Regions from separate parts of the Mus musculus genome. Here regions 1, 2, 3, 4, 5 and 6 are each linked to region 7. A link is a contact called in public HiCAR-type, HiChIP or PLAC-seq and promoter capture Hi-C data. All regions are on one chromosome and are shown on one strand. Each heading gives the region's core, a stretch centred on a gene start, on an enhancer-like site or on the middle of the called end of the contact. The rest is flanking DNA. Distances are from core to core; before and after follow the strand shown. Region 1 holds the start of Cdk14 (cyclin-dependent kinase 14). Region 2 holds the start of Gtpbp10 (GTP-binding protein 10 (putative)). Region 3 overlaps Gtpbp10 (GTP-binding protein 10 (putative)). Region 4 holds the start of Steap1 (six transmembrane epithelial antigen of the prostate 1). Region 5 holds the start of Steap2 (six transmembrane epithelial antigen of prostate 2). Region 6 holds the start of Cldn12 (claudin 12). Region 7 holds the start of Cyp51 (cytochrome P450, family 51).

Region 1 (3,745 bases), core at 841-3,340, 1.3 Mb after region 7:
AATATCCTGGGTTTGGTGCATACACAACAAAAATCACTTAAAAATGTCAATAATTTCTTTCACAATGTACCACAGTAAGATCTGCTCTTCTGAGTCCTCTTTCAATAAAGACATTATCAGCTTTCTTTACTGAGCTGTACTGTTTCCTAGAGAATGGACATAAAGGCCACATAATCATACCAGGCATTGGTGAGGAGCGTTAGACTCAGAAGGGAGCTCTCACACGACTAAAGCCGAGGAATCCAGGAAGCCCAATTAACTATAATATCTACTGCCAACACTGCAGTTAATCCAAACAGTACTGATTGGCCATCAAACCCTAAAATTATTTAAACATACAGGATTTTTATATTATTACCCTTGGTTTCTTACTGAGACTCAACTGCAATGAATTATTTAACACAAAACTGGAGGGGCTCCAACGGAATCATTAGCATTAGTAACTATCTAGCTAATGTGCTTTAGAACAGGCCCTAATGGACTCCAGAACCCGCCTGGGTGGTGTTTTGGGTCCAGCCCTGAAACATCCTTGTTAATAATGCACAGACTCCACACCTCACTCTCACACTCCTCTTGGCTTCAAACTTCACTTGAATGTAGGACTCCACACTCACAGGCCTAACTCAGAAAAATGAGTCTGTGTACATTCAACGCATGTAATAAGTAAAGGCACGACTAATATGACTTCTGCACATGATTTACAGTGTTCTCAGGAAAAGCAAAGTGTCAAACAAAATTGATAATAATAATAATAATAATAATAATAATAATAAGCTTGACTAAATATTTATCCATGTTTTCATAGTTCATTGTCCATACATGCAAACTGTCTTCAGACTGCAGACACTCACTGGCACATCAGGGCTTTAAGGAATTAGCTTATGATTAATTAATTAACTTTCACTAACATAACAGGTGAGCCAAAGGCCAGAAGGTATGCTGGGACACTCCCATGTGTTGGCTTGGGGCTTATAGGATTCCCTTGCTTTGCACAGTTACCTGTATCAAAGAAAGTTAAGGACCAAAGTTTAGGTAGCAGCTATGCCTCCAGGTTTACAGGCACTTTCTGCCACCAACACTCAAGATTCAACAAACCCATTCCACCGGACACAGCTGTCATCTTGCTGCAGCCTATAGCATGTATTCATTAAGTATCCTAAACATTCCTTGAGCGTTTTGTTTTGTTTTGTTTTGTTAATGCTGTGTGTTTATGCTCTGTTAAGTTGGTTGATTTTTTTTTTAAAGAAGACAATAGCCTCTGGACTGCACTAATGGAGCAAGTTCAGGAGACATATTCATAAATGTCTCCACAACTTCACAGCTCACCCTTCACCACAGCAGCTGGAAGGTTTCAAGACCTACAAACCGAACACCCAAACCTCCAATTATAGGACCCGGAGTACGGAACAAAAGGTCCCAAGGTATCTGTCCCACTTCCTCTAGGTTGAGTACATTAAACAACATCAGGCACATGTCAACGTTTCAACAATTCCCAAAGCTAAATTATTGGCTAAGCACTTAAAACCAACTCGCTTTAAGTAACCTAGGTGGCCACAGAAACCCGATGGCGGTGGGGACCGGGTGTTCCCTCTCCGGTTCACTGCGGGCGCCAAAGATACTATTGGCGGGGAGGAGGAACTCAAATTGGAGGCTTAAGACAGTCCACGAACGAAGCCCAGGTCCTGGGGGCAGAGGGATGGCCCTCCAGCTGGTCCCTGCCCTAGCCTGGAGTCCTCTCCTTCATCCCTGGTTCGCAGCTCACCCCGAGGTGGCAGCCGCCTGGTTGGTGCCCGGAGCACGGAGTGGGCGCGGGGACTGAGGGAGCGAGCCCCGGGATCGCCCGCAGGACACTGGGGACAGTCGACTACACTCACCGATGCGGCTGAAACTCTCGGACAAAGTTCTCCTCAACTTCTTCATCTTGCCGATCTTCTCGGCCGGCTGCGGTTCAATGAGGTCGCACATCTGGGCGGCGTAGGGCCCCGGCAACTTCGCGAAACTGGTCCAGCGCAGCGCAGCGCAGCGCAGACAACGGCGGGCGAGGGCGCGCGGCGCGGGGAAGGCGGCGCCTCGTCCTGCTCCTCCGCCTCCGCCTCCTCGCGGGCCGCGGGCGACGCGCAGCGCTCGCCAGGCTGCGGGGCTCGGGCCTGGGCCGAGGCTGGGCGCGCGGGGGCGTCTTACGTGGTGCCGGGGGCTGCCGCCATCCCCGCCGCCCGGGGGCCCCCGCGCTGCGCGGCCGCCCGCCGCATTTTCCCTCCTTTGTAAGCAAGAGCCGCGCGGCCGCGGCCGGAGATGGGGGTCCGCGGACGAGGAGGCGCAGGCGGCTGCGGACCGGGCGAGCGGGACAAGTTCCCCAGCCCGAGGGGCGGCGCTGCACGGAGACCTGCGACTGCCCTCGCCGGAGGCCTGGCGCCCGGGACCCCCGCGCGACCCCGCGCCGCGCTCCGGCTCCGAATCCGACTCCGACTCCCAGGCCTCCGCCGCCCTCCCGGACCCGCCGCGCCCGGGCGGCGCCCCCTCCCGGCCGCCCGCGCTCCGCCCGCCGCGGCCGCGCTCCTTCCGCGCGCTCCGGGACCGCAGCCCGCAGGCGGGCCAGTCCACCCGGTGCGGTCCGTGTTGGCCCACGACCCGGAAATGTTGGGGAGTGTCCGACGAGGTGCTCGAAGACCTTGGGGACGCATTCGGGTTTAGGATAGACTTTATGGCGTGGGGTGGTTGGTTTTAATTTGCAGGGAAAGTGGGTGCTCCAAAGGGCAGGAGAGGCCCCATTTTATTGGGGTACAGTGCAAAAGCTGAAAATGCTCCCCACCCCGGAACTTCTAGAAGTCAGGGCACCTGCGTTTTGCCTCAGCCCTGTCTCTGGGTGACAGGAATGTCACTGTGGGTGACTCCTCAGCAGGATACTCTGGTCATCGGTAAACTTACAACCTATTGTCACCTCCTTTCCCCACTTCAGTGAATGAACTTGAAAAGGATCTTAAGAGTGGCTTTTTTAAAAAGCCCCGGGACAAACAGTTCCGGCAGAAAACAGTCTTTTTTTTTTTCTAATAAATGAGGTGCTCCAAACGTCAGTCTCCCAGGGGAGGGTGAAGGAAGATGGGGGTTGGCCTGGTGTACTGATTATGGGCCAGCAAAGTCCTTATGAAAGAAACGTTAGTGATCTTGAGTCATCTGGCTGGGTAAGTAATAGGAGCTTTTGTGGGTGTGACAATGCTGTTTAGTTTAAAGGAAGTTTTGGGGAGTTTGTGTTTTGTCGAAAGATGTTTATCTTAAAACAAAAACTAGCCCCCTGCCTTCCTTAAATTGTGAGGTAGAACACTGATTTGTTCTGCCCTGTGCTGAGCACATTACAGGGTTTTGGTAGATTGCCACTGATAAAAAGCTGCTAGCTAGTCAAGCCAAGCCCCTAACAGGAGAGAGCCAGGAATCCATAGCAAAGTCAAGAGAGTTTAAACGCAGGGATGTTGGGTCCTGACAGCCATATCTCAGTAATTACAGAAAGCACCAACTGTGGCTTCATGCAGGAAAAAAAGTTTTATTGACATTTACCACTTGGTCAGACTAATTAGAAAATTAGCAGTTACAACTGAACTCACAGAGAGAGAAACAGAGACAGAGTGAGACACAGAGACACAGAGAGATAGAGACAAAGAGAAAAAAGAGACGGAGAGAGATCCAAACACTGATGCCTTCTTCCAGTCAACAAAGTTGAAAAAATAGCTAATGATAAAACCTTAGAGCGCTA
Region 2 (3,339 bases), core at 246-2,745, 1.5 Mb after region 7:
CTGCTCACCAAGACTGAACAAACAGATGGCTTTTCCCCAAAATTTTTGCATTCCAAGAAGCCTAACTCCTTTCCAGGACCTCTGTCCTCTTAGAATCTTGACTGTGAACTCCAAATGGTCTTTCAGGGTCTCATCATTCCTTCTTAATGCATCCGCCACCATGAGCCAAGAGCATCTCTTTCCCCCTTAAGTGAACCCGATGTCTATGTCTCTCTTTACTCAGAAACAGTCGTGACTTTGGGTTTTTACTGCTTCTGAAATAATAAAGTTTACAGTGCTGGATTCAAAGCCCTCACCGGATCTCACCGGGACAGCTGTCATTTGTTGGAGCCTTCCTGTTCTTTTCTGAGCTGCCCACTCTCCCTGCCACTCTATTCATGCTTTCTCCTCTGTTTAGATTATCATTTGTTCTTTCTATCATAAACCCATTTTCTGGTGTCAGTTTCAATGTATCCTCAAATACAACTAAACTATGGCTTATGGTTGTATGATCTGAGGCCTCCTTGGCCCATCACTCTCACTGACTGGCTTTTCAGGCTTCCTCGGACACTGGATTATATCCTCTGGTACTTTCCATTTAGTTTCCCTCACTAGGTAGGTAACTTCTTATAAAGCCAGTGTGTCATAATCCCAGGCTTTCAAATTACAGAGCAATCGTTTAAATTAATATTCACGTTTTTGGTAATCTGCAGTACTTTTGGGTATCAAAAAAATCTGTGGGTTTAAAAAAAAACAAAAACAAACTGAAGGTTGACCACCCTGAGATATTCCTGGTAAGGGCTTTTAAAGCTGTGTTCAGTATGTGACTTTTTCTTTATTTTCTAGATTTGTCATATTTATTAAGGACTCTCATTTATAATGGCTGTTCCTAACAACAGCTTATGTACATGACCTCTAGCTTTCACACACCGTTGCCAGTTAAGCTCACTGAGATTCTTTTTTAATTGAGCGGTTGGTTGCAGATTGTTATAAAAGTGGATTTTAAGACAGGCACTACATAAAAATTGACGTAAAATCTCTATATGAGGCACAGCAAACACACATTCTGACTTCCAGAAAAGTCTTCAGAAAGATATCAAAAGCAGTGTAAAGGAGGAGAAATGTATAAAAGCAGGTTATGGACTCTCTTTTAAACAATGAGAACCAAACCAAACAAACAAACAAGCCGGCACGTGCACCGCAATGCCGGGTCTAAACCGCAGGCAGGTCCCCAATTATCCTCTCACGTGCTTTGGGAACAATACAGGAATTCCCTAAAGCTGGACCCCAAACGGCCATCAGCGTGTCACTGAGACACAATCTTCTCCCAGGAGACGGGAACCGAGGAACGACAACCCAGGAGGAGAGCGGCGAAGACACCAAAGCTGGGGAGACCCCCGTCACGAACCTTTCTCAACAAAGCGCAACCGCAGCGCACCATGAGCTCCAAGGGGCAGGACTCCCGCCCGCAGAATCCGGACAAACTTCGGTCGGGCGCGCGTACTGACGTCACTACTGGTCGCAGAGGTGACGTCTCAGCGGATCCGCGCCTGCGTGCTGCATCGCGCTCGAGGAAGGTGGGCGTGTGCTTTGGACGCCTCTGGGTGCAGGAAGGAGAGTGCAGAGCCCAGATTCGTCTAAGTTGTGTGCAAGGGGAAGCAGGGCTCCGGGCAGGAGTCTCTGGAGTTGACGCTTTGAACGCTATGCGCTGGAGACTGGCCTGCCTCACAAACATTTTTATGGTAGCTGAAGAACCTGAGGTGCCAGGATTTTCTCACGATGAAAGACCCCTCCAACAGACACACTTGTACAAAACACCGAGAGCTCTAAAAGACTGCTGGATGATGGCTTGAGCAATTTTTCTAGCCAAGGCTTAAACTTCAGGAACCAGTCACTTAAAACTTGTAGCACAGAAGTATTGAAAGAAGTGTGACGATCTAGATTTTTACAAAGGATGATGTGTGCAGTGGAGGCAAACAGAAACCCCAACCTGGACTCAGCCGAGAGTTTTCACCTTTCATTTGAAGGCTGTCCTTGTGAGAACACGAGAGATTACATTCCAGCTTGGAGAGGAAGCTTCAGAAAAAGATCACTGAATGGCAGGCCCATTTCGCCAATCTTTCTGCCAAGTCTTTAAGTGAAAAAGGCACACGAGCGTACTAGAGGGGTCTCCCTTCACTGCTCATTTATTATTTTCTATCATTAGAATTATTAGGTTTAGAATCCTTGGCGAAATGTGACTCAGTCATGGTCACTGGCCAGGGCAGTGCAGCTGAGAGTAACCTTAAGGAATTGTTATGTTCCGTTTTTCAGTATGAGGTTGATTTAAAGTTAGTTACAGATAGCCCGAGGTCCTGCGCCTCTAAGGCCGCTTTCCTAGCTGGAACCTGGCAAAGGCTAGTCTTGAAACTCTGAAAATTGCAGTTACGGGCATTCTGCTACATGCCTGAGTCCTAGACTAGAAAACAGGACTCCAATTCATTTAGATAAGGTTCTGCATCCTAAACAATAGGATGGGGAATTTGGGAAAGGAGCGAGTCCTATTTGGAAGTACACAGTGTGGAAACTACTGCTCAGTCTAGATTAGTTTACTGTTCCTGGACTTTGAAGCTGTCATTTTCATTTAGATGTTTGGTTGGTTGGTTCTAGCCTCTGTAGATTAACATTAAATATTGACCCAAATGTCAGATGTTAGCCTCAATAAATATACTTACTATTTTAAAAACCAGAATATTAAGTTGCTGTTATCATACTTTTCCTGTTAAATCTAGAAAATGTGCTGCCATTTAAATTATGCCAAAATGTTTAGCCTAATGCACACACCTTCTAATGTTTATTTATGATTATTGAATATAGGCCCACTCTCTTTCCCATAACATACACAGAATATAATAACAATAAATAAAATATAAATAAGAAATTGATATCTAAAATGCTAAGGATCATTGATGATGTAAGCAAAAGAAAAATACATATACCTCAAACAAAACATTATCACAGCAAGATATTTTATTATAATTCTGATAATAAGATAGTAGAATAAACCTTTTAAATCTCTAAACTCGCTCTCCTAAAAATATGCTGTTAAAATTGACTTGAGATGAGGCTGGAGAGATGACTCATTGGTTAAGAGCATTTCCTACTCGTCTAGAAGACCAGAAGCCACGACCTAGCATCTAGGTTAATTGTCTCACAGGCTCATGTAACAGCTCCAGGGCATCTGATGCCCCCTTTTGGCTGCTGAAAGCACCTGCACTCATATGCACATATCATCACACAGATATGACTGTGTGTGTGTGTTTGTGAGCATATGCACACACACCCCCAGACCTGAACATACACACATATAATTTAAATATT
Region 3 (3,716 bases), core at 695-3,194, 1.4 Mb after region 7:
AGAAGGAAAGGAAGATGAAAATGTATTTTCCTGAATGATGATACATATATCGATAAATACTATCCTTAAAATGTGGAAAAGCTTTCAAATTAATGTAATTTCAATACTATTTTTAACTGATATAAAATTATACACGTGTCTATATCATATACAGCATGTTTTAAAACAGAGTCAAATCTATTTTAAAATATATATTTTTCTCAAAAATTGTGGTCAGAACACTTAAAAACTACTTTCTTACAAATTTTTAAATATGATACATTATTCTACAAACAAGGTACATAACAGATCTGTAAAGCTTAACTGAAACTTTGTATCTTTTGACCAACATCTCTTAATCTTCTAGCTCCTATTTATACTACACAAAATTATCATTTTTCAGGATTTCTATCAGTTCAGATTTGTCTTTCTAAGATTCCGCATGTGAGATCATTGATATTTGTCTTGCTGTCGTGCCTGGCTTCTTTGAACATCATGCTTTTCAGGCTCGTCCACGTTTTAAACATGATTTTCTGATCCTTAGAAGAAAGAGTATTGCGTCAATACGCTGTACTAGGTTTGAATGCTGCCTTTTCTGGAGACAGTAGCCGCACACTTTGATGTGGCTCAGTCTAAGATGCTCAACTGGAACTCTGCAAATTGAGCAACTGTTTGCTCCGATGCGCATCACTTTCTTTGCCATCCTGTTCATCCAGTGCTTTCCTTATACAGCTCTTCAACTCTGCAATGCCTTCCCCAGTGACTGTTGAGATGGGAACGATATGCTGGAACTCTAGAGCCTTCTCTGGAATCATCTTTGTTTCAAATAAATGCAGAAAATCTGAAACAAGAACAGGTGATTTTCATTGCCTTTAAAAAAATTAATTTAAAAAATTAATTCAACACTATGAAGCTGACAACTTAGCATCTGGTACTGTTTCCCTGTCTGCACTGCCTCACATGCTCCTGGGATCTGTGTTTCATTACTGACAATGATGGCTCGTAGCACATGGTAAGTACTTAGTAAATAACTGTTGGACAAATTTATTTTAAAAAAATAAAGAATAAATACTGGTAAGTCATGACAATACTTAAAGGAAAAAGAAAAATTACTTGAGGAGGCCAAATAAAATGAGGCAATATTTCTATAAAAACAATGACATCACGTGGAACATTTTAGCTTACCTTAATATGCATGTAAGTTTTAATTTCTTTCAGGCATAGTGTTATCACTATTTAAATGGAGGCCAGCATCCACAATAAAAATTGCAGTAGGAGGCCGAGTTGCTCCCAGGCAGATCAGTTTACCATTGTCTAGCCAATCACGTAGGGGATAACAATGGTGCCTAGCCTTATCTTCTGCCTCACACTAAGGCAGCTGGGGAGGAGGCCAGCAAACTGAATGGATGGGCCAACTGCCAAACAATAAAATGGGTAGACTGAAATCATCCTGACTTCTCAGCTATAAATCTCCAAGAAAATCCAGAGAGATAAACTCAAGAACTGTGGTGGTCCAGAATACATAAACACTTTTGAGCTAACCCTCACTCCTCACACCAGCTGCAAGATCGATAAGCAAAGTGAACTACTGACCTGATAAGGCAAATGATATTAACGAATGAAGACTTTTAGGGAATACTTATGACCCAAAAGTAACTTACTAAATTAGAGACAGTCCTAACATGTACATTATGTAGGAGAATGATTTCAAGAAAAGAAAAATGTTGGTGCTGTCTGCTAATCTTAGTATATTAAAGTCTGTTTTCCTCAATTATCTTTCCAATAACAGAATGAAATCAGTATTCTTCAAAAGCACATGGCCACTTGCCAGGAGGTCGTCTTCTCCAGGCTAAAAGAACACATCACCACAGGATAAAAGTGTTCTACAGCACTCAGTTTGCCACACTGTGAAGAGTCCCTGTGGTGGTTTGAATAAGAATGGCCCCTGTAGGCGCATATATTTGAACCCTTAGTCATCAGGAAGTGCACTACTTGATAGGATTAGAAGGATTAGGAGGTGTTGGTGGAGGAAGTGTGTCACTGGAGCTGGGCTTCAATACTTTGAAAAGCCCATATTGTGCCAAGTGTCTGTCGGTCTCTCTGTCTGCAAATCAGGATGCAGCTCTCAGCTACTGCTCCAGAGCCATGCATGAAGCTATGTCCCCATCATGATGATAATGTAAGACTCTGAAACTGTAAGCCAGCCCCCAGTCAAATGCTTGCCTTTACAAGAGTTGCCTTTGTCAGGGTGTCTCTTTACAGCAACAGGATAGTGACTAAGTCAGTCCCTCTAGGTTTCTTTATACAGTGGAAATATTTCCATTTAAGAAATTTCAGACATATCCTTTTAGTCACAGACATTAGCCACACATATTACTTTCTGCGTCACATAAACACAGAACTAAATGTTCTTTTCCAAGGACTATTATTCTTCAGAGTTACCAAGTTAACAGTAGTAAAACAACAATAACAACATCAGTAAAAATAAATCCCTCTTTAAAACTACTAGCTTTGGGGGCGGGAGAGCTGACTCAGCGGTTAAGAACACTGGCTGCTCTTCCAGAGAACAGGTTCTGTTCCAGCATGGCAGCTAATAGCTGTCTGTAACTCCAGACCCTGAAAATCTGATGCCTTCTACTGGGCACACACACGGTACACAGACATGCACACAAACAAAAACCCATACATACATAAAGTCTCAAAAAAGGAAACAAGAAGAAGAAAAAACAAGAGTAAAACCTTACTAGGTTTGTTAAAATGCAGTGTGTACCAGTGAAACAAAGATCTAGGGCTGGTGAAGGTTCCGTGACCGAAGCTGTTACGCTGCTGACTTCTCTCCTTTTACACACATCTTGGGTGGTTTGGTTTGGTTTTCTCTTTAAACATTTACTTTATCTTTAGCTGGTCACGATGGTTCACGGTTTTAATGCCAGCACCCAGGAGCAGAGCAGGTGGATCGCCATGATTTCAATACCATCCTGGGCTGCATAATGATTTTCAGATAGCCAGAGCTACATTACGAGACTATCAGAAAATACAAAATAAAATATTTTATCTTTAGTTAAATGTATGAGTGGGTGTCAGGGTGCAGAGCTGTGTGTGACCACAGAAGGCATGGGGTTTCCTGAGAGGTGGCTATGAGGCACCTGATGTGAATGCTGGAGAGTGGCCCTGGTCCTCTATTAGATCAGTGTGTGCTCTCAATGCCTGAGCATCTCTCTGGGCCCTCTCACACCCTTTACAGGTCATATACAGTTTAGTTTTAGTTTTTTTTTGTTTTTTTTTGTTTTTAAAACTTGACCTTTTTGAACATTAGTCTTTCTTTTCTTTCTCTAACTTAACAAATTTGTTTTGAGACCTGATAATGACTGGTCAATGCTATTCTAGTGCATCAAACATTATGTGTTCTTTCTTTAAAAATAGAGTTTCTAGGTAGAAAACACTAGTTTTCTTTCCCATTGATTTTTACTACCATTGGTCATAGTAGTATATGCCTATAACTCTAGCACCTGGGAGGTAGAGGCAGAAATTCAAGATGATCCTTAGATAAACAACAAACTTGAAGCCATCCTAGGCTACAGGAAACCCTGACTCAAGAACTTAACTCCTCACCAAAAGCAACCAAAGCTCCCTGACCTGCTCTGCGCACGGCCAGCACTGCGCACCAGATGGAAGCGGACAGCCGCTTTACCTTCAGGGCTCAGGAGCTGCTTCATCAGTTCCTGAAGTTTAACTTG
Region 4 (3,774 bases), core at 1,164-3,663, 1.6 Mb after region 7:
TAGAGACTATCAAATCTGCGGATCCATTCCATAATCAGCTGCCAAACGCTGACACCATTGCATACACTAGCAAGATTTTGCTGAAAGGAGTCTGATATAGCTGTCTCTTGTGAGATTATGCCAGGGCCTAGCAAACACAGAAGTGGATGCTCACAGTCAGCTATTGGATGGATCACAGGGCCCCCAATGGAGGAGCTAGAGAAAGTAACCAAGGAACTAAAGGGATCTGCAACCCTATAGGTGGAACAACAATATGAACTAACCAGTACCCCCTGGAGCTCGTGTCTCTAGCTGCATATGTATCAGAAGATGGCCTAGTCAGCCACCAGTGGAAAGAAAGGCCCATTGGTTGTGCAAACTTTATCTGCCTCAGTACAGGGGAATACCAGGGCCAAGAAGTGGGAGTAGGTGGGTAGGGGGGTGGGGGGGAGGGTATGGAGGACTTTTGGGATAGCATTGGAAATGTAAATGAGGAAAATGCCCAATAAAAAAATTTAAAAAAAATGAAGAAGGACAGTGACAAATCTTGCTGGCAGTAGTTCATGCCTTTTTGTTTGTTTGTTTGTTTGTTTTTTTTTGAGTTTGAGGTGTGTGTTGACCATTTCCATTTGAAAGAATTCTGGGTAAAGTCTAGGTCATTCAACAAGTTCTTACAAGGCCAATATCAAAGAGGAAAAAGAGAAGGAGATTTCAAGGCTGCCCTTGAGGGGCTAACAGTCTGTCTTCAAAATGTATTACCCATGCCATTTTCTGACCTTAACCAGTACTATAAAGTGAGTAGGTTGGTGTTGGGTATCTAGGAATAGGGTAGCATGCACTGTAGTAACAAGTATAAGAAACAGTTTGCTACGTTTAGAGTGTATTTTAAGTTTTGTGATTCACAATGTTTAAGATAGTGAAGCATAAATCTATAGCTGTTCACTGTTAATTCATTAATCACACTGAACAATGATGGCAGACACGGGAAATACAAAGTTAAATGATAAGTCTGTTCTCAAAGAAAGTTTAGGACAGGGAAACGCTCCATTAAGACCTGTGTGGTAATGCCATACATCTTAAAGGATAATAGTGTATAGACAGATGGTGGCTCTGGAAAGGAAGTGGAGAAAACGGATGAGAGCCCCTTTCTTTACCCAGTCCTGTGACCTGCAGTGAGTTGTTGGTGCTTGCTGACATGACAGACAGCCACTGCTGAGAGATTCTGGGTGGAAGGACAGAGTGGCCCAGAGGAGATGCCTAGCCATTTGTTTGCATGGTACCACTCTGAGGAGCATCGCTAAGGAAAAGAGCCAATGCCCGTAAAGGTGATTGTTGACTGTATGCCCAGAAACCAGGAAAACAAACTATCAGCTAAATAAATCATGCCTTCTTCCACCAGACCTTAGCTACACCTATAATTACACTTCTACAGGAGAGGTTTCATCAGGCTGTCCAGCAAACTCAGCAGGAAACAGCATAGTGCAGAGATGTCAAGAACTCCAGGATTTGAACCAACATTCTCCAGCTTTCTTCCCCATTAAATAGTGATTTCTGTTTTCCTGGATTAGGTTGGCTGGCTTGTTGTTCCTGCTAAATATTGACACAGCCCAACAGACTCATGTTTATGGGAAGGAGTTTAGAATCCAAGAAACCCAGTGACTGGAATACATTGTGGGTTGCAGTGCATGTCCCACGAGTCTTTCAAATGTATTTTTTTGCTTTGCCACAGTTAATTATTGGAAGAGGGGAAGGTGTTCTACAGCGGGCTGTTTCTTAAAGCATTGCTTCCCCAAGTGCTTAACATTAATATTAAATACATTCCCTTGATTTTATATCGAGATGTGGATGTATCCCCCACCTCAACGGAACAGCATAACTAAATTTGAAGTGGACTTAAATTCTTGGACTACAAACGTCTGTTAGTTGCTTTCACCAGAGTGCCTTATTTAAAAGCTCTGACTATTTTAAACCCGAATCCTACTCAGATCCCGAAAGAGTAGGACCGGTGTTCCAAAGACTTAAAATGAAAAAAAAAAAAAAAAAATTCCATGAAGAAACCAGCTCAAACAGCAGGACGAGTCATTCATCCAGCGAGGCAAACTTGCGGAAACTGCCAAGTTGGCAAACTTACCGGGGGAACCCAACCTGACTGCAAAGTTGACCTAAGCTCCAGAGCCGGGACCGCGGAGACCTGCTCCCCGCGGGGCTCGCCGAGATCCGCGAGGGGCCGAAGGGGCGCCCCGCTGCCCGGAGCACCACCGCCCGCCCCTGAGACCCGCCTCACCCCTTCCCCGGCCCGCAGCAGATTCCCAAGGCCCGCGGAGGCGGGGAGCAAGCGGCCTGCGAACGAGACTCGGGACTCACCGGCTTCTCCGTGGGACCCGACGGCGAGGCGCTCGCTGCCCGGACGGACTCCCAGTCCCACGCGGAGCCCGAATCTCGCTGCCCAGCACAGCCCGCTCCGCAGACCCCGCCCCTCGGCCGCCGCGCGCACAGCGCCCCCTGCCGGAGACCAGCTCCTGCTCACACCCAGGGGCTTCGCTGCGGCCGCCGTGGGAGGGGCGTCGCCGGGGGCGAATCCTTGGCTGTGCAAGGGGGACCCAGGGTCACCAGCAGGGCTCACTGGAAACCGACTGGGACCTGGTCGAAATCTGCAGTTGTGCATTTCGCCTGTTGCCGGGCGACGCTGTAGTGATCCTGGATCCCACACTTGGAGACCAACTGCTCTGTAGCGATTACGCCGTCCGCGGTGGAGCGCTCTTCCAACAGAGCAGTTTCTCAGACGACTAGCTGTTAGGACAGTCAGAGGATGAATCTGAGTTTGTGAGTGACTTTTACACCGGGTTTATTTGTTTATTGTAGCTATGTGAATGAATATTATGATACACACGTGGAGGTCAGATGATACCTCGGTGTGGTGGTCACAAGAAGCACAGGGTTGAGAGGATTTAAAAATAACCCGTAGCTCTGACGCTAGGGACCACCCTCCGTTCACCACAGAGTTTTGCAGATTCAACTCAGACTCTAGACACTAACGACCAAGGTGGAGCTGCGTCTCCAACCTGAGTGTTGTTTTTAATGTGACCCTGGGTCACAAACTCCTCTTTTTCTGAGATCAGCCTACTTCTGCCTCCCGAGTGCTGGAATTAAAGGGATGATCTGAACTCCACTGTCCTGCGTGTCTTAGTGCTCCGTGGATAATGTTTGGGTTCACTGACTCCCATCAGATAGTGTAAAAGGCCTTTGAAGATTAAATTACCCCGGCCTGACACCTTGTGGCAAAATAGACGCTTGCAGCTTTTATTTCCAAGGAAGAAAATCATTAGACCGAGGGTTAGGGAAACTTCTAGTTAGTGGGCTAAGACTCACAACCACAGGGGTTCTGTTCCCAGCACGCAGTTGTTCTTCAGTTTCCCATTTTCTGGCGTGTATCTTAAGAATAAAGTTGATACACCAGAAGGGTAAATAAATTAGGTCCTATAAATAAGTCTGTACACCCAAACTGCACTCAAATACCTTCATCACGTTTGTTTGTTTGTTTATTTATTTATTGTAGGTATGTGGATGAATGTTACTGCATGCACGTGGAGGTCAGATGATAACTAGGTGTGGCAGTCCCAAGAAGCAAGGGTTGGGAGGATTTCAAAATAAACCTGTATTGTAGCTCCAAGTCCAGAGATTGCCCTCCTCCCACAATGGAGCTCTGCAGGTTCCAACTGTAAGTCACAAGGACACTTTACCAACTGAGCTGGGTCTCCAACCTGAATATTTTTGTAATGTGGTTCCGGGTCAAGG
Region 5 (3,768 bases), core at 1,196-3,695, 1.6 Mb after region 7:
GAGATCAAAGGTGGGTGCCATCAAACTCAGCCCTTTAAAGTACCTCTTATGCCTTCTCTGAGGACACCAGCACACCCAACTAGCCCAGGTGCTCTTATCTGTTCTCACATCAAACCTTCACCCCCAGTCCTCCCCCTCCCCAACTCTGAGATGAGGTCCCCTGTGCTGTTGAGGCTGGTCTCAAACTCCTGGGCTCAAGTGCCCCAGCCTCAGGACCTGGCACCTGAAGGGCAATATCGTCATGCCTCGCTTGCCAGTATCTTATCTTTACCTTTCAGTCTCTCTTCACTTTTTACCTATACCCACTCTCTACCTAAGAGCTGTGGTCCCCTTAAAACACAAATGGCATAAAATATTTCTCTTCCTTAAAAGTCAACGGCTTCTTCTCATACCTGACTGTGACCCAAAAGGTCCCAAATATGACAGCTTCTGCTCACCTCTCCAGCCTTATCCTGATGGCCCCATATTTCCTACTGCCCAGCCCCAGAATTCTTTTCAAGAAGTGGAAAAAACAGATCTCTTTTCCACCCGACTCTGCCTCCTACAGATGTGATTGATTCCAGCCTACTCACCAAGCATCTTCCAGCCCCTGTTAAGTTCCCGGGGAGTTGTTTTAAAGAAGTGCTTATTTGCTCTTGGACTGTTTACTTAAATCCTCAAAACACACACACACACACACACACACACACACACACACACACTCCTATCCACTCTGCCTGGCACATACCAACTATGTATGCAATGAATGTTCTTTGTCACTAAATGCATTTTTATAAACACCAAGGCCAAAGAAAATGTAATGAGGCTCTAGGCCAGATCTCTCTTTCCCATGGTTAAGATCCGTGGGCCCAAAAGGCCTCAGAGGATTTAAGTGGTGTGTCAATGTTATGTCTATGTCAATGTCTTGGTTACCTCAGAGTCATAGTTACAGGCTGAGCAAAGAGTAACTGCACCTCCAGATATTCTGCCTGCCTCTTTTCTCACAGGCCTAGCCTTTTGAGCTTTCGTTGCATCTTTACCCTTCTCTTTTTTCTGTATCATGTGTAATCATTTTAAAATTCTGCCTTTATCTGTGCTCTGTTCCAGTGCTAAAGTACAATTATGCTCATTCAATAGAAGAGCATTTTCCATAGTACCAGTACAATAAGAGTGATTTCATGAAGCTCCTCATTCCCATCTTTCACAATTAGCTAACTTATCACTGCTGAAACTGCCCCCCAGCCCCAGCCCCAGCCAGCCCACCCCGCCCAGACTAGCTGAGAGGCAGAAACCGCAGTGAATGCCACCATCTCAGGAGCATCTCCAGGCAGCCTGATAGCTGCCCCGGTGCAGCTAAACACTCTGGTTTTCCTATCTTACGTTTCCAAATAGGTTATCTTGAGGATGCGGGGGATGGAGGGGGGGGGGTGAGTACAGTGTCAAAGAAAACATCAACTCAGTAAATAAGTAATTAAAAAAACTATTAAAAGGGTGGTGGTAGGGTAGACTAGAGAGAAGAAGGTTGCAAGCAGTGGGGTGGTTAACTGGGGCTTTAGGTAATCAAGTACTGAGGGTTGAAGTGGGGGCAGGAGTCTGAATTTTATTTCACCTACAGTGATGGGCGATAATTAAATGTGGGTCAGAATAAGTTTTTCTACTTAAAAACAAACAAACAAACAAACAATCTGCCTGAAGAGTAAACACTGACACCAATCCTGCTTCACAGGATAGTGAAGATAATAAATGGAATTCTCCCCGACCACAGGAAAAATAAAATCTCTTTATCTCCCTATGTTATTTTCAGAACAAGATTTTTAGGGCATAATTTTCAACAAGTTTCAGCTGAGGCTGAACACGGGACGCAGAGGTAATTAAGGACACTGAAAGACCAGACCAATTACTTCTAAACGCAAAATGGCCTGAGCACACCCGGATTACATGACCGGGTTTATAAGCAAAGCCACTGCAGGCATTATTTACCTGTTTGGCAAGCAGTGCTGTACGACAGTGAAAAGTGCCGCATCAATCCAAAGTGGCTGGCAAAAGTAACCTGCGGGTCCTTTCCCTTTCGGGCACATCCGACCTGGGACAAGGTCTCTCCTGGCCTCCTTTCTGTTGGGCCCGGACCCGAGGACTTCCCAGAGCTCTGGGAAGACCGACGGGGATAAGGGGGCGGAATGCGTGCGACGGACGCCCTCCAGCACCCCTCCCACTCGCCCCCTGGCCAGCTCCAAGCCCCCCCCGGAATCCGGGAGGAAAGATGCGGCTCCCGCACAGCACCCGCTGCTCGGCGACCCCGGATCGGCCACCTCGGCGCTCTGGCCACCCGGCTCACCTCCACGCCCTCTTCTCCGAGCCACGCTCGCAGCGCAGCGCCGTGGCTCCCCCGCGCCGAGGGCCCGCCGAGCTCCCGGGCCTACGGAGTGCTCCTCCCGCCCAAGCTCCTCCTGCCCCCGAGCCGGACCGCGCCGCGCCGGGGAGGTGGAGCAGGAGGAGGCGCGCGGAGGCAGGGCTGGCGGTGACGCGCAGGGGGGCGCGGGTCGGTCGGGGCAGAGTGCGTGGGGACCCACCCGGCCGCGGTCCCCACGCCTGCGCGCGATCTTGCGGAGACCCCCCGTGGGAGCAGCCCTACGTGGATCCCGCCCGCGTTTACACTCCACTACCTCCGAGACGCTCGCCACGCCGCCCCGGACTTGGCTTTGATTAGTGCCCTCCTCCCTGTCCACCCCCCTTCTCCCTACTCTGTTCCACACAAACCTCGAAGAAAGTGCGCTTTTTTTCTCCCTTTCGGCTGCATCATGTCCTTGAAAGGGAATGATCAGAAATGCCCTTCCACGAACCGCATTTTAAAACTCCCTGGGACTGGAGGCCCTTCTCAGCCGTGGGCTGTAGGGGTTAGTCTGTGGACTCTGACCTTCCCTGTCGCCGGTGCCCCCGAGCTCTGTGCGGACTGGAAGGTGAAGCCGAGTCAGGAGACCAGCGTGCCTGCGGAGAGCTGCAGTGGCCTTGGAGCATCCAGGGTTCGCTGAGCTGTGTAAGGGCACCTTGCTTTCTCTAATCCCCCCCCCCCCCGATTTTGGATTAACAAGTAGATGGGGATCTTTTATTTACCTTTTTAGTCAAAAGTGTCAGTGGAGATTTTTTTTTAATATAAAACCAATTTGTCGAAAATTGTCAAATTTACTTCCCCCACCCTCAGACGTTAGTAAATTCTCATTTCAGCAAATTAGGTTTAAAAATTATCTTTCTTGGTGGTTTATTAACTAGACAAATCAGAACAAAAGCAGAAGAGGGTCTTAGATCGATCCTCAGGGCACTGCACTTTCCCCTTTGAAAGGCATACACAGATTAACCTCTGCAAGTTCAACCTGGGAAACATTCTTTGTTTGATCCTTGTGAAAAGCATCTCTTCCCCACCCCCAAATACATACAGCTGAGGTTTAAAGTTTAGGCACAAACTCCGCTGTTAGTGATGTATTAGGGGGAAAGACTGACAACTGGGAAATACTTTCCATTTTGGTAACGGGGAGAAAAAAAATCCTTACATTTTATATCAGTGTTTATTGTTTCACTTCAACTACTGTCAAATAGTGAAAACAGCAGGGTATTTCTAACACTTTTGGAGGACCAGTGGAGGAAACTGCTGTGTCCTTAGCATTTGGTGAGAAGATGTAGCTTTCCAATCACATAAACAAAAGCATTACATAAGGTCTAGCAAAGGTTATCACGTTTTTATTCTCAGTTGTACAAAGCCATAAGTTATTACAGAAAACAGGTAAGTTGTACATT
Region 6 (3,519 bases), core at 79-2,578, 1.4 Mb after region 7:
CTTTACTGGGTTAGAAATCTAAGAAAAAAATTAATAGATTTATTTTTCAAGATCTAGTTCCTGCCTACCGTGTCATAAGGAGCACGGTGAAAGAAAGCACCATGCAGTTGCCTTGGAATGAAAAGAAATGCACTGTTTTCTAAAATGTTTAAAAGACGGTATTTACCATAAAACCAGACAAAACTAATCTGCTCTGTACAACCTAAAATTTGCAACTAGTATGTCCTTTTTAGTTTATGTTGTGTGGTATCTATCGTCCTTGGCTCAACCTGCCATTTGGTATGTTTTCATATCTCTAAAGAGGAGTGACTTCCTGTTGGAATACTAGTTAACTCAAACAGGTAGGATGAGTGAAAAACTCATAAACGCCTGGCAGCTTCCTGGATCCAGGCGTTTATCGCTGGCCCTATTACAGTAATTATGCAGGATGTGGCCTGGGTGCTGATTTCCATCGAGGTTCCCCACCTCCCATCTACGATTCTTGAGTTGTTATCAATCAAGATTGTTGCTTCGAAGTCAGAAGGGCTCGTTTTACAATCAATGACCCCAATCGGACCCCTGGGCAACCTTTGCCATGAGGTCACCTGGCATAGCAGTTCTGCAGTGAAGACTAGCCCCTTCGCAGAGCAGGGCAGTGTCGAGGGACAGCAGCAGCCAGATCGGCACGTCCGGGTGGGAGCCGCGTCCTCAGGAGACCCCGAGCGGCCGAGCCTGGCAAAGGGGGGGCGGCTGCGCCCAGCCAATGGCGTGAGCCCTCCCCGGGCGCACGCTCGCCGCTCGCCCACCCCTGCCCGGTGCGTGGGGAGAGCGAGCAGGTCAGCGTTACACAACCAGCGCCGTCAGCCGCTGGGTCCAAAATAGCAGCCAGCTCGCAGCTCGCAGCTCGCACCCCCGCCCGCCCCCAGCCCTCGGCTGCCCCGGCAACGCGGCTCCACACTCCTCGGAGGGGACGAAAACGTTGTAAACGCGGTACCAAATACCTCCTCGGCCACTTTTCCACGTCCACCCATGTGGGCAACCTTTCAAATGCCGACTCGCCGCCGCTTCGCCGTTTCACGCAACACCTTCAACTACTTGCAAAAGACTCGGAAACGGGAGCGTCCCTGACCACACCTACCGGCTCCTCACGGCTCGGGCATCCCGCTCACCCACTCCGAGCCGCGGCTCCTTGGTCTCCCTCCGCTGCCGCGGAAGTGCGTTCTGGCGAAGCCGCCCCGGAGGCTTCAGGGAACCAGTCAGGCTCTCCCCTGGCTCCGCTCGGGAATACCTTGGCTGCCGGGAACTACAGTTCCTAGCATCCATCGGGCCGCTGGCCGCGGGCCAATTCCTGAGACCACCTCCTTCTTCCGGGTCCCGCCTCCCTCGTTTCCTCTTGCACCTTATTAGGGATAGGTTTACGGCTTGCTTTAGAATGCTCTCAATCACACGCATGAGGGACAAATTTGAGATTCGTTTGGTTACTCAATCAAAAGTTGTTCATTAAGTGCAAAAAAAAAAAAAAAAAGGTCTAACTCCATAGCCACACAAATTTACAAGGGGCACTTTGCTTGTTACTTCTGGGGTTAACTATAGGCAAAAGATACCCTACTGCAGCAAAATTCCATACATAAAACTAATTATTAAGTATTCTAATTTGACTCTTCTACACATCAGCTATCCTCTCTCGTCTTCTCTGATATGTGCATCCTGTGCAGATAAATATGTCAAAGGACTCATACACAGTATTTAAGTTAAAAAGAGCAAAAATGATGCCTGTGAATTCCAGTTGATTCCATCGCACTATATACATACACACAAATAGAGAAACAAAAACTGTCGATGTTGACAACTCTTTTCTTTAATTATCTTTTTTTTTTCTTATTCACTTTATATCCTGAACACTGCCCCTATCCCCATCAACCCCCTCTCCTGAGTCGGGGAGCCCTCTCGACCCCCCAACCCTGGCACTTCAATTCTCTGTGAGGCTAGGCACTTCCTCTCCCACTGAGGCCAGACAAGGCTGCCCAGCCAGGTACGTAGCCCAAGTACAGGCAACAGCTTTGAGGTAGCTCCTACACCAGTTGTTTGGGGCCCACATATGAGCTGGAAGGCCTAGGTCCAGCCTGTGTTTGTTCTTTGGTTGGTGGTTCAGACTCTGAGAGCCCCAAGGGTCCAGGTTAGTTAACTCCATTGGTCTTCCTGTGGAGTTCCTATCTCCTTCAGGGCACAGCAATCCTTCCTCCTATTCTCCAGTAAGAGTCCCCAAGCTCTGGAGACTGTTTGGCTGTGGGTGTCTGCGTCTGTCTGAGTCAGCTTCTGATTGGAGTCTCTCAGAGAGCAACCATGCTAGGCTCCTGTCTGCAAACATAACAGAGTATCATTAATAGTGTCAGGGATTGTTGCTTGCCTATGGGATGGTCTTTGCTCCATCACCTGTGCCTGCATTCCTTGTAGACAAGATAAATTTTGGGTTGAAAGTTTTATGTGTGGATCGGTGTCTCTATCACTCCACCAGGGTTCCTGTCTCGCTACAGGAAGTAAGCTCTTCAGATTCCAAATCTCCATTGCTGTCACAGCTAAGGTCACCCCCATAGAATTCTTGGGCGCCTCCCATATCCCAGGCCTCTGTGATGACAAGTTTTTTATTATTTAATTTTTTCATACAAATATTGATTATATTTCCCTCTCCCCCAACTCCTTTCAGATCTTTCTCACCTCCCTACCCACCCAACTTCATGTTATTTATCAAACATACAAAACTCAATAAAGCAAACAAAAAGTCCCAAACCAAATCTAATCAAGAAGACGTGGAGTCTTGATTGCAGTAGCCAACTGCTCCTGTGGTTGATGTCCTTTTGGATAAAACTGATCTCTTTCCTAGTAGGTATCAATTGCAAAGAACCTCTAGGCTAGGGAACAACTTTTGAATCTAAGCAAGTACACACTTTTTTTTGTATACTATTCATTTAAATGGTCTGTAGCTTCTCACTTGCAATTTCTCAAAAAAGGATACTCAATTCTCAGAGTTGACAGGACTGTAAACGATCCCACCCCATTCTTGTTTGACTCTGCCCTGCTGTTACCTTGGACAAGAAGACCCGCTGTGTTTTATGGTCTCCATCTGTAGAACAGTGTGTTTGTGCCAGAAAATCATGAAAATTAAATTAATCTAAATCTTATAAGAAGGAAAACATAGAAAAGCACAACAGTACCTCACATATAACAAGGACTTGGCTAATGATACTTTCCATTTTGTGTTGCTATAGTAACAACTGGACTTTTACTCAAAAAGGGAGAAAAGTCTATTATCTGTCCACTGCTATCCTCTTCTCATGATGGCCATATTGCTTCAGATGGTGAACGAGTCTATCTAAGGCAAGAAACAGTCAGCCCCCAAGCAGAACTGGAGAAAGTGGGTCTCTAGCACACAGGTCTTGTAACCCCAGTCCTGTTTCTGACCCCAGCTTCTCTGCCTCCTGTGTGTGGACAAGGTGCCTCATGGCTCCTCTCCTCCCATGCCAGTGCCACAGTGATGGGTTG
Region 7 (3,765 bases), core at 627-3,126:
CTGCCAATAAGCAGGGAGGGCACAATCTTTTTACAAATGTCTTTCTATTTAAAGAAAAGCACTTCTCTACACTAGAGTCTCTGCCTCTGTCTGTTCCGAAGACTTACCTTCTCATATGCATTTTCCAGAAACTCAATTGGACTTTTCCCAAATGCTATTGCATGGCCAAGGAATGGAATTGGAGAGTAAATATGTGGTGGACTTTTCTGCAAAAAGAAAATGAAAATTTTAGTTTTCATTTTATTAATAGGAAAGTTTCATATGATAGCCTGCTTAAGAATAATGTTTAAAAAAACCACACACACACACACAGTATAGTTAGACAAGGTTTAGCCTCAAAAGAACTCAAAACAGAAATGACTACACAGGAAGGCACTGCACACTCAAGGGGTGAAGGCTGGAAGATATGCCAAGGTGAGCCTTGGCTACATAACAAGTTCTACAGCCACCCTGGGATATAATAAATATCTCAGAAATGATGATGATGATAGTGAGCTTTTGAAATGTATCTAATGAAAGTAAGAAATAGTAACTGCCTATCGATCCCTTGGGTTCAGAGATTAGTTTTAAAGCAACTTGGTTGGAACTTAACGCTGGGTTAAGTTTTTACATCCCATTGTCAGTTTCGAAGGGATGGTTTTCAAAGCTACCAAATGTTGATTACAAGGGTATTCATGAACTATATTTGGAAGGCTTGAAATTAGTGGTTTGGTGTAGCGCTAAACTAGAGAAACAGTATTTTAACAGCATCACAGGAAAGCGCTTCCCACACTCTCAAGTCACTTATGAACTGTCTGCAATTTCCCTGACACTGCTATTAATCATCGTTATGCCCAATAGCCCACAGTATACTAAACACACAGGGCAGTATCAAGAGTGATGGCCACCGGGGATGCAGCTACCCTTAACTTGCCATCAAGGCCCTCACAAAGAGCCCAAACACCTCTGACAACCAACAGTAAAGTCAGTACAGTGCTCTGCACTTAAGAGTCATGGATGGCCAAGGCAATCAGACCAGCCAAATCCATCCAGCAAGGCCTCCAGTCTGCACATCCATCACTGACTACAAACGCTGCAAAGTAGGATCCTAGCCAGAAGTTCAAAGCCGCTATCACAGCAGAAACGGCGACGGCCAGCACAGCCCCCGAGTTCAGGTTCCAGCAAGGAGACCAGAAAGACCACCACAACAGCAAAGATCAGGCACGGGCGTCTGCAGCCGCCACCCCAGCCTCCCGCGCGCCCGCCACCGCTAGCGCCCCCCGAGCCCGCCCGCTTAGCCGGGGCACAGACTGAGGACCCCGAGGTGCACGTACCGCTCCAGCGGGCAGCTGGACCATGTGGCCCACGGCGAGACGGAACAGGTAGACGAGGCTGAGAGTGAAGGCGCAGGCGATGAGCAGCGTGGAAAGCAAGTTGCCTCCTGTCACCTGCTCCATCGCCTGTCCGAGCACCCAGCCGCCTGACTGCAGCAAGCCCAGAAGTACCATCCCGACCGTCGCTTCGATCCGCCCGGTAGGCTGGGGGCCGAGGTCGCACACCGCTTCTCGGAAAAGATGGAGCAGGAGAAGCCGGCAGATAGAAGTCGGGAGGCGGCCCCGGCCTGATGGCTTAGTCTGGCCCGGGCCCTTCACACGCCCACAGACAGCTCGCGCGCCACCAGGACGTCACAGACGGGGCGGGGCTTCTGGTGGCCACGCCTCCGTCTAGGTGCGGGGATTCTTGCGCCACCGAGGGGACCTGAGGAAGCAGGCTCTACCGTGGCACTTGGACTCGGTGAAGAAAGTGATGGCTGCACAAATGATCGCGCCCCGAGAACCGCAGACCACGAGGTCCCGCGTGCTTAACGAGCACGGCCCCGGCAGCGGGCACGGACGAGCCTGGCGGAGGGATCTCAGGACCAGATTGGTGGCGGACAGCGGCAGAGGCGAAGGCGCTCTGTGATTGCACCACGCGCTGCTGAGGTGATCTCGGCCTATGTGGCGTCAGCAGAGCTGGCGGCCCGGGCACCGCCCCCTCCGTGGGGCGCCCGCCTCTGCGGCTATTCGCGGAGATGTCACCTCTGGGCTTTGTGAGACCAGCCCTTCGTGAGCCCTGCACCACGAATCTTGGAAAAAAAAAAAAAACACTCCTGCAGATGCAACCTGGAGGGTGAGACCATCGGATCACCCGTACAATCTGCTTGACAGGTTGTTCGTGTAGGGCCACATTGCTAGCAAGTGATAGTTGTTTGGTGTGCTGCTGTACCAAGACAAGTCTTTTAAAATAAATACAGGCCATAAAGTAAACTGAGGCAGATGTCCCCAAACTCCTGTTCTGATAGCTGGATCTGAAGCAGGAGTTACCCTGATCTCACTACAAATAAAGCACCTCTGATGACATGTTTCCAAATTAACCCTCCTTCCAGATCTTTGGCAGGTACATTTATTTATTTAACCAGGGTTAAGAGCTAGATTTTTTGCTAAGTTTGGAGATGATTGTGCAGTGATTGGCAAAACTGCAAGCACCTCCAGGAATGAGTAAGATGGTCCAGCCACCGTCTAGATAATTCCACCTAGAGAGCTCACATTTTATCGTAGTCAGTCAGTGAAGCCCACTCATTACCTCTTCCCTAGGGTGACTGCCACCTGCCTATGTAGGAAGTGCCTAGTAGGAAGTCTATATAGGATGGACACTGCTGTATACCAATATCCTCCTGCCTCAGATCAGTCACAAAATCTTGTAACACTCCATTTTTATTGTCACTGCTGTAGGTAAGAGCCTCTTTATTTCTGGCAGTAGTATCTACAACAGGAATTTTGCTCACTCATTTCTAAGCCTGTCTTGTGTGCTACGTCTTGACTTACTGGAGTGACTTCAGGCCATTGTTGAACTTGAAAATTGCTAGGGGAAAGACCAGTTCCACAATTATCCAATTAAAGAAAGCTTTATTTAATACTGGCCAGGAAGATGGACACTGGCCAGGTCCATACCCATGATTCCCAAAGAATGGCCTCAAGCTACATTAGACAGGTGCCTGTAGAGGCCAAGCCCACAAAGCTATGGTGCTTCCAGCCTTAGTCCACTGGGGACAAGCATCCTTCCAGTCAATGCATCTCCTGCCTGTGTATCATCAAGCACCTCCTGTGCAGCTGGTGCAACCAACCTTGTCTACGGAAGTGAAAGTACATGAACAACAGACTCCAGAATACCAGGATGTTATCTGTCAGTGGGCAAGTGGGCCTTAACATTGCACACTAGGAATCTCAAATATGGAAATCCTAAAAGATCAAAACCCTTAAATAAAGATCAAAGGTACAGTGTTATTAAAAAAAAATGATGCTGTTGATCTGTTTTTGAGTTACAGTTCTGGCAGGCCTGGACCTCTATGTATACTAGGCTGACCTCATTCTCACAGAGGTCCACAAGCCTCTGTAGCTGGATTGATAGGTGGGATCCAAGATATATGCCATCACAGCCAGCCCAAATTCTAAAACTTAACAGTTAAGGAAGATTAATTTGAGTATCATGTATAAGTATGGCAATATTTCATATACCATCTTATACAATAAAATAGTAATTACATTTTTTCAATCACAAACTTTCAGGCATAATTATGACAGTTGCTCTAAACAATGATTAGTCAAAAAGTGAACTATAGTTTATAATACCAAACACTGGGAGGCAAAGGCATGTGGATGTCAGCGAGTTTGAGGCCACCCTGGTCTACATAGTGAGTTCAAGGACAGCCAAGTCTACATAGTAATGATCTATGTCAAATACCCTGTC

What was found. Promoter capture Hi-C pulls out the DNA fragments that hold promoters and counts their contacts. HiCAR-type assays count read pairs that join an accessible place to other places. HiChIP or PLAC-seq counts read pairs in DNA pulled down with a chosen protein or histone mark.
Region 1: a promoter capture Hi-C map of hippocampal neurons shows a contact between it and region 7, with 11 times the contacts expected there. The contact joins the promoter of Cdk14 here to the promoter of Cyp51 in region 7. A contact is called at or near these places in 8 of 39 promoter capture datasets (the 3T3-L1 cell line, 3T3-L1-derived adipocytes, cranial neural crest and 4 more), 3 of 484 Hi-C or Micro-C datasets (LSK cells, nephron progenitors and uterus), 5 of 115 datasets of contacts at active chromatin or transcription factors (astrocytes, differentiating embryonic stem cells, embryonic forebrain and 2 more) and 1 of 9 other capture datasets (adipose tissue).
Region 2: a promoter capture Hi-C map of pre-B cells shows a contact between it and region 7, with 3 times the contacts expected there. The contact joins the promoter of Gtpbp10 here to the promoter of Cyp51 in region 7. A contact is called at or near these places in 7 of 39 promoter capture datasets (cranial neural crest, embryonic stem cells, frontonasal cranial neural crest and 4 more), 1 of 484 Hi-C or Micro-C datasets (uterus), 5 of 115 datasets of contacts at active chromatin or transcription factors (astrocytes, embryonic stem cells, forebrain and 1 more) and 1 of 9 other capture datasets (adipose tissue).
Region 3: an H3K27ac HiChIP or PLAC-seq map of epiblast stem cells shows a contact between it and region 7, with 6 times the contacts expected there. The contact joins the enhancer-like site here to the promoter of Cyp51 in region 7. A contact is called at or near these places in 4 of 39 promoter capture datasets (cranial neural crest, embryonic stem cells, frontonasal cranial neural crest and 1 more), 1 of 484 Hi-C or Micro-C datasets (uterus), 3 of 115 datasets of contacts at active chromatin or transcription factors (astrocytes, epiblast stem cells and forebrain) and 1 of 9 other capture datasets (adipose tissue).
Region 4: a contact with region 7 is called in a FOXA1 HiChIP or PLAC-seq map of pancreatic cancer cells. The contact joins the promoter of Steap1 here to the promoter of Cyp51 in region 7. A contact is called at or near these places in 1 of 484 Hi-C or Micro-C datasets (muscle stem cells) and 2 of 115 datasets of contacts at active chromatin or transcription factors (astrocytes and pancreatic cancer cells).
Region 5: a HiCAR-type map of astrocytes shows a contact between it and region 7, with 4 times the contacts expected there. The contact joins the promoter of Steap2 here to the promoter of Cyp51 in region 7. A contact is called at or near these places in 2 of 39 promoter capture datasets (embryonic stem cells and hippocampal neurons) and 4 of 115 datasets of contacts at active chromatin or transcription factors (astrocytes, embryonic stem cells, pancreatic cancer cells and 1 more).
Region 6: a contact with region 7 is called in an H3K4me3 HiChIP or PLAC-seq map of stem cell-derived neural progenitor cells, with 5 times the contacts expected there. The contact joins the promoter of Cldn12 here to the promoter of Cyp51 in region 7. A contact is called at or near these places in 4 of 39 promoter capture datasets (cranial neural crest, hippocampal neurons and liver), 7 of 115 datasets of contacts at active chromatin or transcription factors (astrocytes, cardiomyocytes, embryonic stem cells and 3 more) and 3 of 9 other capture datasets (adipose tissue, liver and pancreatic islet).

What each region holds. Positions count from the first base shown.
Region 1 is chr5:5,378,161-5,381,905 of GRCm38.p6, forward strand. Cdk14 (cyclin-dependent kinase 14) reads right to left here and starts at 2,091. Exons shown (of 15, transcript NM_011074.3): 1 at 1,875-2,091. The coding sequence starts at 1,965.
Region 2 is chr5:5,558,046-5,561,384 of GRCm38.p6, forward strand. It overlaps Gtpbp10 (GTP-binding protein 10 (putative)), which reads right to left and starts at 1,496. Exons shown (of 10, transcript NM_153116.2): 1 at 1,388-1,496. The coding sequence starts at 1,420.
Region 3 is chr5:5,538,632-5,542,347 of GRCm38.p6, forward strand. Gtpbp10 (GTP-binding protein 10 (putative)) reads right to left here. Exons shown (of 10, transcript NM_153116.2): 9 at 3,671-3,716; 10 at 1-820. The coding sequence ends at 621. Among named protein-coding and RNA genes, the nearest start is that of Gtpbp10, 19 kb to the right of the region's middle. Within about 2 kb of position 1,945, at least 17 of the 459 cell types and tissues checked have an H3K27ac peak or open chromatin away from gene starts, as enhancers often do. A contact at or near this core is called in epiblast stem cells, where this site is marked.
Region 4 is chr5:5,746,904-5,750,677 of GRCm38.p6, forward strand. It overlaps Steap1 (six transmembrane epithelial antigen of the prostate 1), which reads right to left and starts at 2,414. Exons shown (of 5, transcript NM_027399.3): 1 at 2,344-2,414. It overlaps Gm46900 (atherin-like), which reads left to right. Exons shown (of 2, transcript XM_017321192.2): 2 at 1,548-3,287. The coding sequence starts at 2,028. The coding sequence ends at 2,711.
Region 5 is chr5:5,691,644-5,695,411 of GRCm38.p6, forward strand. Steap2 (six transmembrane epithelial antigen of prostate 2) reads right to left here and starts at 2,446. Exons shown (of 6, transcript NM_001103156.2): 1 at 2,315-2,446. All of the region lies in intron 1 of Gm40262 (a long non-coding RNA gene), which reads left to right.
Region 6 is chr5:5,513,648-5,517,166 of GRCm38.p6, forward strand. Cldn12 (claudin 12) reads right to left here and starts at 1,329. Exons shown (of 4, transcript NM_022890.2): 1 at 1,118-1,329.
Region 7 is chr5:4,102,821-4,106,585 of GRCm38.p6, forward strand. Cyp51 (cytochrome P450, family 51) reads right to left here and starts at 1,877. Exons shown (of 10, transcript NM_020010.2): 1 at 1,314-1,877; 2 at 108-206. The coding sequence starts at 1,487.